Linked DNA regions of Oryctolagus cuniculus: region 2 is linked to region 1. Evidence: chromatin contacts called from public Hi-C data. All regions are on one chromosome and are shown on one strand. Each heading gives the region's core, a stretch centred on a gene start, on an enhancer-like site or on the middle of the called end of the contact. The rest is flanking DNA. Distances are from core to core; before and after follow the strand shown. Region 1 overlaps SETBP1 (SET binding protein 1). Region 2 holds the start of LOC108177140.

What was found. Hi-C and Micro-C count contacts between places; a contact is called where the count stands out from the background.
Region 2: a contact with region 1 is called in a Hi-C map of psoas muscle, with 6 times the contacts expected there. The contact joins the promoter of LOC108177140 here to the enhancer-like site in region 1. A contact is called at or near these places in 2 of 6 Hi-C or Micro-C datasets (psoas muscle and an unstated tissue).

Annotation. Positions count from the first base shown.
Region 1 is chr10:32,509,512-32,515,535 of mOryCun1.1, reverse strand. The region is part of intron 3 of SETBP1 (SET binding protein 1); the gene reads left to right. Among named protein-coding and RNA genes, the nearest start is that of SETBP1, 210 kb to the left of the region's middle. Within about 2 kb of position 2,660, at least 1 of the 8 cell types and tissues checked has an H3K27ac peak or open chromatin away from gene starts, as enhancers often do.
Region 2 is chr10:32,723,539-32,729,562 of mOryCun1.1, reverse strand. LOC108177140 reads right to left here and starts at 3,130. Exons shown (of 2, transcript XM_070050269.1): 1 at 2,120-3,130. The coding sequence starts at 3,130. The coding sequence ends at 2,231. SETBP1 (SET binding protein 1) reads left to right here and starts at 3,274. Exons shown (of 6, transcript XM_008261251.4): 1 at 3,274-3,417.

The sequences.
Region 1 (6,024 bases), core at 1,411-3,910:
GTGGCATAGTAGATTAAGCCTCTGCCTGCAGTGCTAACATCCCATGTAGGTGCCAGTTCATATCCAAGATACTCCTTTTCTGATACAGCTATCTGCTGGTGACTTGGGAAAGCAGTGGAGGATGGCCCAAGTGCCTGAGCCCCTGCATCCATCTGAGAGACTCAGAGGAGGCTCCTGGCTCCTGGCTTTAAATAGCCCAACTCTGGCTATTGCAACCATTTGGGAAGTGAACCATCAGATGGAAGATCTCTCTCTGTCTCTCCCTCTGTCTGTCTGTAGCTCTGTCTCAGCAGAGAGCTGGACTGGAAGAGGAGCAACCGGGACAGAATCCAGCGCCCCAACTGGGACTAGAACCTGGGGTGCCAGCGCTGCAGGCGGAGGATTAGCCAAGTGAGCCGCGGCACCGGCCAATAATATACATTGTCTATGAACTTTTTAAAGACCCTCTCATGTGCATGCATTTCAAAATTTTTGCACCAGAGTGTCTTTCAATTGCATTTTGCCACGAAGTCTTTGAAATCCCCTTGTAAACTTTCAGTTGATTTATTTGTTTTTTTTTTTCCACCTTAGAATTCTTTCTTGGGAGAAACATTCAGTTTTAATGTGTATGTGTATTTTTTTAAACAAATTGGTATATAGTTTCTTAATTCTAGGGATTCCCCAGGGGCTGGGCAGACCACAAGGTTTGCAGAAACAGAGGAGAATGAGTTGGGTCATAAAACTGGAAAAGGATTGATGGTAAAGCCATTGTGGACCAATGAAGAGAGAGCTTATAATGCATATGTACAAAGTGTCTACTCTGTGCCAGGCATTGTGATAGACCCTGCATTTTCCAGTATGATATCGGGTCTCTTGATTTATTCCAGAAGCAGAGATAGACAATACTAGGATCATTAAAAGACATTAAACAAATAAACATACATCTAGCTTTAATTGTTATTAAATTATCATTTTTCTGCTTAATTCTCCATGTGATACCTATGTATCCCTTCTCCCTGTGTGTCGTTTGTCTTTTTCTTCCTGATCCAGATATGTGTGAGCATAGGAAAGGGGTAGGATAAACTGGATCTGAATAAACCCAACCTTGGTGTGAGCAGAAACTATATACTGGGCTTTGCTCTGGCAGCAGCTTCTAAAAATACTATGAATGGTCTCTTCCACCAAAGTGAGCCAAGATTTCTGTAACTGTGCAGTTAACACAGTCTGCAAATGTCCTATTCCTGAGAAAAATGATGTATTTGAGACCTACATGATCCCAGTTGACTATAAATATTTACCAGATTTCCTGGATTCCTGCTTAGGCTTCCATTTTACTTTTCCGTGTTTATTGACCAACTCACGTTCCTACTTTAGAAATTGCAAGTGTCTTGGTTCCTGTACAATGGAGGCATTTTTTTTTTGTCATTGATGTCTTGAGATAGGCACTGTAAAAGACATTATTTTTGAACAGTTGAACATTGCTTTTCATTTTCTCAAAGGAGTTTGCACATGATCGACAGACATATTAATCAAACCCACCTACGAGATGAGAAACCCAGACTCAAAGCTGAGGGGAGGGGAGTGAGCTGCTGTGAGAAGAAGCAGTAGAAATGAAGCTCAATGTCTCATAGGATGAATCCTGAGTAATCTTTTTACATTCAAACATTTTGACAAGTTTCAGGCACAAGAGGGAGAGTAAGGAGTTTACCCAGAGCCCAGATTATTTCCATTTGGTTTGCTATTAAAAGGCTGAAAGAAAAGGAAACAAAACAAAACTAAAACTTTGTTGGTTCTCCACTGTGGAGAAGATGTTCCTTGTCACTGGGGAGTTATTTGGCTGCCCAAATATTGTTTTCTCAGGCTCGCTAGAACATTGGGGTTGGTTGTATATGGGAATTATGTACAGGAAGCAAAACGCCTTCTCCAGAATTTAAACAGAATACTCCAGGTGCTGAAGACAGGTGTAACCAACATTGAAATAATGTCACCTTGCATATGGATATGGCTTTAGGCCTTTTAAAGCCATTTATAAGTGGCAGACTGTCAAATTTTAGTTCTGAAAGATGTTCTATCTGATTCGATCCTACTACCAAGTCAAGAAATTAATTGGGCATAACTATTCAGTCATCTCATGTTAGTTTTCATGTTACCAGAGATGGCTACCTTCCTGCTGGGCCAGGTCACTTATTTTGCAGCTCAATAGCTTTTATTGTTCACAAATATTGTAGAGCTCAATTTTTTAAATCAAAACCTCTATGATTGGTTTGGTCATAACTTGCCCAATAATCTTTCATTCTTATCCATATGATAATTTTTAACCATTTGAAAGTGGTTATCAGAGTTCCTCTAAATCTTCCCATCTCCAAGTTAAACAACTCTGTTTTTCTTATCCAAGCCCTTATTAATACAGTCTTTATCCCCTTCCAGTTCTGTTTACCTTCCCCTACAAGAGACTTTTCTGTTATCAACATGCCCCAAGCACAGTGCTCCAAATTTGACACAGTGTATGAAATGTGCCCTAAGCAATAAATTGTGATTGTTGGCAATCTCCATTGGAATTTTTTGCTTCAGCTTCAGCCATCTCAGATGATGATTATTCTAGCAAGCGTTGATTGTTCATAAAGAGCACATAGCCAAGTGACATCATCAGCCCTCTTCCCAGAGCGATGCTGAGTCATTTATCCCCAGGCAATTCTTTCTAATCCCCCTACAAACATGCAAACAACCCAAGCAAGTGGTTTGAGTAGTTAAGACACATGCTACCAAAGTGAGGACTCTGGTGGTACTAGAAATGTTTTGTTCTTAATATGGGTGTTGGTTGTGAGTGTGATCAGGAGAACAAAAATTCATTTATCTGTAAACCTGTGAGCATTTCATGGTATGTATACCACATTTCAATAAAATATTTTTAAAAAGAAAAGAAAAATATATATTAGCATTTACTGGCTACTTAATGAAGTCCAGATATGAGCACCATCTAGGGCAATTTTCCTATAAAGTTATTCATCCTTAATCCAAAATCCAGAATGTTCCATTTTCTGAAACTTTTTGAGAATGAACCTGATGCCACAAGTACAAAATTTCATACCCTGAAACAGTTGCATATACAGAGTTACTGAAGATTCCATATAAACCTACTTTCAGGCTGTATGTTTAAAGTATGTATGAAACATAAATAAAATTCATGTTTAGATTTGGATCCTATCATATAATGAGATATCCCATTATGTATCTGCAAATATTCCAGAATCCAGGAAAATCCAAAATCCAAAACACTTCTTGTCTCAAGCATTTCAAGCAAGGGGTAAACACCTGCATTAAGTCATCAAATGCTCATAATGAACCTTTGGAGTAGGTTCTGTGAATGTTCCATTTCAAAGATATGGAAACTGAGGCATGGGGAGGTTTGATAATGCACCCAAGATTACACCACTTGTAACTGCAAGAGGTCAGATTCAAACACAAGCTGACTGGCCCAGAGCATTCACCCTACTTTCTTTTCCTTTGTTAGTATTTATTTATTTATCTGAAATGCAGAGTTTGAGAGAGAGAGATTGATCTACCATCTGCTGGTTCACTGCCAAAATGGCCACAATGGCTGGAACTGGACCATATGAAAGCCAGGAGCCATGATCTTCATCTGGGTCTCCCACACGGGTGACAGGGATCCTGGCACTTGGACCATCTTCTGATGCTTTCCCAGACACATTAGCAGGGAGCTGGATTGGAAGTGAAGCAGCCAGGATTCATACCAGCACACATGTCAGATGCCAGAGTCAGAGGCAGGGGCTTACCCCACTATGCCACAACACTCACTCCCACCCTGATTTCTAAGTGGTCCTTGCCTCAATGTGGCCTTCCAGTAAATATTATAATTCTTACACATTTGTGCTTTACATAAAATGTTTTTTTTATTTTTTTATAAGTTGGATAACTTATTAGCATATTGTGAATTTGCTTTAATAGAAAATACCAACAAAAGAACAGGATCAAGCAAAAAAGAAAGAAAGAATGAGGAAGGGAAGACGGAATTGGGGGAGATAGGATGAGAGGAAGAAAGATAAATGCCAAAATGCATCATAATAAGAAAGTGCAGGGGCCAGCATTGTGGCATAGCGGGTTAAGCCTCTGCCCTCAATGCCAGCATTCCATATGAGTACTGGTTCAAGACCCAGCTCCACTTCTGATCCAGCTCCCTGCTGGTATGCCTGGGAAAGCAGTGGAGGATGGATCAAGTCCTGGGGCCCCTGCAAACACATAGGAGACGTGGAGGAAGCTCTGGGGTCCTGGCTTCAGCCTAGCCCAGCTCCAGCCATTGTGACCATTTGGTGAGTAAACCAGTAAATGGAAGATCTCTCTGTAACTCTGCCTTTCAAACAAAATAAAAAATCTTAAAAGAAAGTATAAATTTTATTTCTTGAGCTCCTATTTTAACATGTATTAAATGAATACACATAAACAAACTATATATATGAACAGAAAATGTATTTCTTTCTTTTTCATGTAGTGAATGTAGTTTGAGGATTTCTGTCTTGTATATTGTATATGCTAGACTTTGTCCATTCCTTTGCTCCATCATTAAGCAGGGATTGCAGGTCATACCTCAGCTTTAGATCTTCACTCTTCATCAGCAGCCAGAGAGAACCCATCTTGTAACTAAGCATAAGGTTGAAATGAAGAATCTTGTATAGAAAAGAGAAGACTGAGGGTTGAAATACAAAATAGAAAGCTGCCCCAGTTTCAACTGAGTTTCCATTCAGCATCCTTGTAGATTCCTAACTCATCACCTCAAGCAAGTCACTTCCCCTCTCTCCAAGCTGCTTGCCAGAATCAGCCTGAGAATTCAGGAAATGGTACTCTCTTTTTCTTTGTGAAGTTTGGCGAAATGACTTCAATTTAGCCAGCCTTGCAGGAAGCAATTGTAAATATAAATTTGCTTTACATATTCCTCCCAGAGGAGTCTTCCAGTTGGCTGCCTTAGGAAACAGGGACTGCCTAGGCTTGTATTTCTGGGGATCATTCTTGGACTGTTTTTTCTTCCTTATATGTAGCAATGTCTATAATAATATTGCACTTTTGGGATTGTCAGAAGTTTAATTTGCATTCTTTTAAGACCCCATGGTTTTTAGATAAAAATCATAATAAAAGGAGGAAAAGAAAATGATTCTCTGAATTAATCATAGGAGTGTAGAATTGTATCCACAATGATGGAGTGTAGACTGAAAAAAAACAGTTGCTCTCCATGATATTATCCAGAGTCATTTTAGACATTTAGAACAATGAATCCTGCTATTTCATTTGATTAAATCATATCTAAGCATTAGAAAGTCAGTTTCAACCGTTGAAATGGAAGACCATTTTGTTCAACTCAGTACTGAGAACATAACTGAAAACCTGGTTTCATATCAAGGATGAGAATAGAAGTGTCTGCCAAAGTTATTGAGTTTGTAAAACTTGAGACATCATGGAGTACCAGCAATTTTGTACCTATTCTCCCTCTCTGATTGTAAATCCTCAAATATAATTGGGTTTTCAAATGTTGTGTCCTCTGTTAGGTGATTGTGGTTGAGTCACAAAATGTCCATAACTGTTGACAGAGGAAAGGAAATAGCTGCCCCAGGTACCACAGCAAGTTGTGGGAACAGGTAATTGGACTCCCAGACAAGTGCTCATTCCATAACCCCGTGCTGCCTCCCTGTGGGAAGGTGGCAATGGTGTTAAGATGTAAGCCCTTCATAAATTACTATTTTTCTTCCCAGTGGAAAGTAGCAAAGAATTTTTGCATGAGTTATAAACTTAACAACTTTGTGTTTAGCATATAATTTGAGGACTAAATGATTTCTCTTCAGGGAAACTAAAATATTTAGCTGTATTTATTTTAATCAAAGAGTAAAACACTTTGTATGCATTATAAGCGATTAATATCAAGAAGCAAATCCAAAGACCTTTTTAAAGGGGATTTGGTGTAAATTTACTATAAGGGCCGAGGAAAAACAGATCTCCCATTCTTCCTTGCTTACCCCTCCTTCCTACACACACTCCCTC
Region 2 (6,024 bases), core at 1,881-4,380, 210 kb before region 1:
TTTCTGATAGCCCCTTACTAGTTGTGGCTGGAAAGTTTGCATATCAACTTTCCTACTAAGTCGTGAATCCTGTGAAGATAGGAACTGTGTCTTAGTCTTGTGTTTGACTATGGTTACAACCATAGGACCTGGCACATTATCCATGCCGCTGAACTATTTGTTAAGGGACTGCATGATCCTGACACTAGAGAAAGTACAGGACTCTTAGTTATGTCTATGTCTCTATGTCATGTACATTCCTAAAAGGTGCTCAGATCAGCCTTTTGTTTTTTTAAATGATCCTAGAATCCCAAAAATCAGTCCCTTAACATTGCCCGACACTATTTTTAACCCAACTTCTTTACCAGCTATAGATTTTCTATGTTTCAGGGTCTCATTCTGAATTAAAAAATGACCTACTAGGGAAATAATATGAGAAGAATTTCTGTGGAACTTGGCTAGAATTTAAATACAGCTCCTATTCTATAAACAGACATATCATTCGGCCGGAGCTTTGGTTTTTAGCAATCCTATTTAAAACTATATTTATGCATTACCTTATTATATATTAGCAGGTATACAGTATTATTTTTACATATATAACACTTTTAAAAGAAGGAGAAGATCCCTCCTTTCCTTGCCCTCCTCTCACTTCTAATCATTGGGAGATGGGCTACACATAAAGAAGAAACTCTGGATGAGAAGTCCAGGCACATGTAGCAGATTCATGGCTTTCGCTGAACTTAATGATTCAGGGAAGTCTATTGAATCTCTTTGCGTGGTTCCTCAACTTAGAGATGATGGGATTTGACTTGGTGATACTCGAGGGTGAACTTTTATTGCACTATGATTCAACAGACAGATCTACCATTATTACAGAGACTTTTAAATACAGCGCACACTTCTCTGAACTTCTCTCCAAAGAAACACAACACCACAGGAAGGACAATCCTGTTAACATGCTTAAATTTTAAAAGGAAAAAGACTTGGGCAACAAACTTCAGTTCTGGCTCACACGATGCAAGCCAACCCTTCTGATTTCTGGACGCACTTTCTGCTTTGCATCAATGGTGCACACTCTTAGTCCTCTGCCTACTTTGGTCTTGGGTATCAGAAATCCGGACGCACAAGTAGATGGGCAAAGGTCAGGTGATTACCGAGGTCATTTTGGCATAGTATTGTGTGCCTTCAGCTCTTCTTTCATCATCAGCTCCTATGTCTTGTTGAATTTTTTCCAATGAAGCATTATTTTCTCATTAATAGTTATGCTTCAACACAGCGCAGAACAGAGGAAATCTTGCTCCATTGGAGGTCTTGCAGTGATGAGTAAGGGAGGCAAAGTTTGTGGCCAGTCAGAACATTCTTCCCAACAAAGAGGATAATTTGAGTTAGAAGGGGATAAATTGTTGTGCAAAACCCTGACTGACACCCGGGGGCGTGGACCAGTGTGTGAGTGTGTGCGTGAGAGGGAGGTGCGGCGGGGGGGGGGGGGGCGGGGGTCCAGCCACTTTTTCTCCCTTGCTCCAGAGCATTCCGGTAAAAAAGAGAAAAAAAGAGGTCGTCCGACAGAATTCAACCCTGTAGCCAAGCGGGGTTGGCAGTGGCTGATGTGGTTGCTAGGGGGCCGCCCCCCACTCACCACCCAAACATTTCTCAGTTTCACCCAACTCTCACAGAGAAAGGCATGGTCAAACTCAGCTGCCTGCGTTCGGAGTGACCTCTACCTGGAGATCTGGAAGCATAGCCCTTTGCAGGTCTCTGTGAGTCTTCCTCAGTCAGCTGATGGAGTGCACAGCGTCCCTAAGCTTCTCCATTCTTCCCTTGGCCCGAAAAGCGCCCCTTCTGTAACCCCAACAGAAATGCCCAGAGACTAAAAGTAACCGCCACGTTTTGCCAAGCACCAAAGACATCCCCACCACCCGGATCAGGGAGGGAGCTGCGAGGTTGCCATCCGTGCCCTTTCCTGCAAGAGTCTAACTGTGGTGGATAACGAGAAAAAATGACACGAGGACCCGATGCCTACAAGTAGCTTACTAAAACACAATACACAAATAAAGTAAAACCAACCCTGGAAAGGAAGCCTCATGACCCGCTTAAAAGAAAGAAAGCAACCACGCTGCGCCCAGTTGAGAGAGCCTACCACGTCGGCGCCTGGACGCGCGGCTCCCGCGACACTGCCCCTGTTGTGTCAGACAGTGGCGGTGTTGAGCCCGGCAGCCCGCGCCCAGCCGGAGGCGCTCCCCACGGCCGCTCAGTCTCCGCCGCTGACTCCGACGCGCAGAAGCCACTGGGCCGCGAGGGCGCTGGGGAGCGCTAGGGGCGCGGGGTGCGGCGAGGGGCTCCCGATCGGCCGCCACCAACTGTTTCCCTCCTCCTTCACGGCTAGACCCCGCTCCCTCCAATTGACCGAGATTCCCCGGGGGTGGGGAGGTGAGGGGAGCGGCCGCTCTTCGCTCTCCACCGGCTCCCGCCCGAGAAGCGGCCCCGGGCCCGCGGGGCCAGCCGCGTGGGCGCCGGCGCCCCCTCCGAGGCGGCCGGCGGGGTGGCGGTCCCCGCTCGCCTCTGCCGCGCGGCCGCTCCGATCCTCCCCCCCTTCCCCGCCCGCGCCCTCCCCCTTCCTTTCACCAAGACTCTGGGACTCGGGAGAGGGCGCGGGAGGCAGGCACACGGGCCCGACCCCACTCCAGCTCTCGCCGGGGACGCGGGCGGGCGGGCGGCAAGGGGGCGCGGGGCGGGCGCGGCCATGGAGCGGCGGCGGCGGCGGCGGCGGCAGCACTAGCGACCGCGGGCGGACGGGCGGAGAGCGGGCAGGGCCGCCGGGCGCCGCGGACCGAACTGCACAGCTCAGCAAAAGCGCCCTCGCCCTCCGCGCGCCGCCTCCTGCGAGCCCAAACCCAGCAACATTTTTAAAGCTCCAATCCATCCTTTGAAGACAAGGGGGGGGGGGGGGAGGTGGTGGAAATAGCGTTGATCGGAGAGACGGGGATATATTTATATATTTATATATATATATACAATTTTTTTTGGCTCCTGCTAAAATTAGCCGGGCCCGCCGCGCGCCCGTGTGCGAGTGTGAGCGAGTGTGTGCGTACGGGCGTGTGTGTGTGTGAATGTGATTACTCCAGGACTCCTCGGGCTCCGGAGACGCCATTTTCCCCCTTGATATCTCTCTCCATAAATCGGTGGCGCGGCGGAGGCGGCCGCGCCGGGCGGGAAGCGCGGGGCCGGCCGGGGCGCCCGCCGCTCGCCGCCGCCTCCGCGCGCCCGGGGGCCCCGCAGCCCCCCGAGCGAGGGCGGCCCGCCCCGCGGCTCGCCGTTTGACAGATGCTCATCGCCATGGAGTTGCCGCAGCAGCACCTTTGGGGGCTCCGGCGAGCGACCGGAGCCGGGATCTGAGCGAGCGCCAGGGCCAGCGGAGCCGGAGCCGCCGGGACATGGGTGAGCACGCGCGGCGACCTTGCCCCGGGAGCCCCGGCGCGCAGCCTCCCGCCGCGCCGCGGGCCCCCGCACGCCCGGGCCCGGGGTGGTGTGTGTGAGTGTGTGAATGTGTGTGAGTGTGTGTGTGTGTGTGTGTGCGCGCGCCCTGCATGCAAAAGTTCACGTTGCCTCGCCTGGTCTCGCCGGGGCTTTGACTTTGCACCGAGCAGGAAGGGGCAGCCGGGGCCGAGGGGGCGGGATGCCGGTCCCGGCGAGTCTGCCGGGGAGGGGCGCGATTCCGGCCGGCCCGCGGGTGGGCAGCGATGCTGGCTCCATCCGAGTGGCCCGTTGGTGGCGGCGATGGTGGAAGAGTCGGGCTAGGAGCTCATTGAGTTTCGCCTAATCTGATCCCCCACCCCCACCCCGCCTTTGCACCCTCCCTCGGTCCTGCAGCCGGCTGCTTGGGCTGGCGTTGGTAGAGCGGACCCGGGAGGGGGAGGGGGTAGGAACATAGGAAAAGGGGTGGGAAGGCGGCAGGATTTTTTTTTTTTTTTTTTTTTTTTTTTTTTTGCTCTCTTTGTAACTTGCAGGTTAAGTGGAGCTAGAGAGCTACATTGTAGCCTAGTTGGATTTTTTTTGGGGGGGGGGTGGCATGTATCAGAATCTAACGTGTCGTTAATAGAAAGAAGATCAGGCGAGAAGTGGTCCAGCCGGCGAAGGTTGGTTTGTGCTTGTGTCGTGGCTGTGTGTTAGTCTTTTTTCTCGGAAACCTTAATCAATGGATTTGAGTCTGTTGTGCTCTCTGGTTTGGGGACTCTGAAAAGACAGGAATTCCCTTAAAAGCAGACGAATGCCCTTTTGAAAGCACGCATTGTGTGCCCTGGGCTTGGGAATTAAACGGCAGGCTTCCCCCTTCGGTGGTTTCCAGGGGGAAATCGCTCCGGAAAGGGAGCCCTTCAGTATCGATTTATTGTTTTTGTCTTTCAAACCATTATCTCTTCGACCAAAATACTGTCTGAGAAGTTCCACCGAGACAAAGTCAGGGAAACTGGACCGCGCAGATCTTCAGCAAGATGGTGATGACGGTGATGCTGGTTTGGGTGTCTGTTTGTGATGGAAGCATTGTTGGGTAATTGCAAATTCTGATCGGTAGAGCATGCTGGTTCTAAAAAAATAAGTTACTGCTGAAATGCCGTCTGCCAGCCCCCTCCCCTGCACACTACCAGTTCCCATCCTCCCCCCACCCACACCGCTTACTACGATTCTGAAATCGGATCCAACTGGAAATATTTTCATTGGAGATCGGAAAGTTGTGCCGTTGCAAGTAGGAGATGAGGCTGGAGGAACTGAGAGTGCGGCAAGGGAGCTCTTACTGCCTCCGGATGCTGCATTTTGTTCTTTATGTGTGTCCGTGCGTGCGGGATTCTGAGTGTCTATCAGTCTGAAAGGACTGTTGAGGGAAGGATTTCCGATTCGTTTCCGTTTCAAATAAACTGTCCTGATAATCTCACGGTTGAGGTCTAATGCTAAAAGGGCCGTTTGTGTGTCTCTTTATGGCCACAGAAACTCCCCTCCACAAGGGCAGGGTATCCTGCCATTCTAGAAGTGACTTTTCCTTCCCAGCCACCTTCTGCTGCCCCCTCCCCAGCCACACCTCTCTCCCTAAAGTTTGCCTGCAGTCTATGGTCTCTAAGGAAATACAGATATTACTTGTTTGTCTCTTACATTCTTTTCCCTTTTCATTCCTTCACCCTTCATCCTGTTTATGTTCTTTTGCTGTAGGTTTGTACTAAAAGCTAATTTCATAGAGTAGCTGTCAAAAAAAAAAAAAAAATTCCCCACACCCCTTGGGCCCATGCTTTTTGCCCTCCTGTGGTTCTCACAGGTAAATTTCTTGGGTCCTGACCCAGACTCCTCTGCATTAGCAAGGTATGTTTGCGTTCAGTGGGGGCAGGGAGCAGAGATGAGGTGTTTGGAGAGAAAGGGTGTTGTCTGTGCTGGCCACTTCTGCAACTTGGGACAGACCTGGGTGCCCTGGAGTGCTTCCTTCACACACCCCAGTTGGATTTTGTTTGGCTGGGATGGGAAGGCGGGGCCAGCTGGCCAGGGGCATGTGAGGGAGGAGAAAGTTTGTAGCACTTGAAGATGTACCCAGTTTACACTCCCAGGTCACTCCCACCCCTTCTCCCTGATTTCTGTGGCTTCCACCCTTAATTGCCTGGGGGAAGGGAGGGAAAGGTTATCTCTTCTGCTCTGACCTGGGATTCCCAGGTTTTAGAGGGAAGTTGAAGGTACTGTGCATTCAATGCATTGCCTGTTTCCAGAAAAGGGAATGAGAAAGGAGAGTTGGGGGCCAAGCAGGGAATAAGATATCAAGTATTGTTGAACATGGAGTATTTGCAGGCTAGGGTGGAGTGTGTAGTGTCAGAAGATAGGGAGACCTGGTACTCAGAATGCTGCTTGGCACACAACCTTCTCCCTCATTAAGGAACCAAAAAGTCTTGGTCTTGAGAAGTTGAGTTGGTGTTGGAGCTGGGTTGTGGGAGCTGCTGGCCACTATAGTAACCTGAGCTAAACATGCCAGGAGGTGGTGAGCAAAGCCTTTGGGAGCCAGAAGAGGGAAAGGGA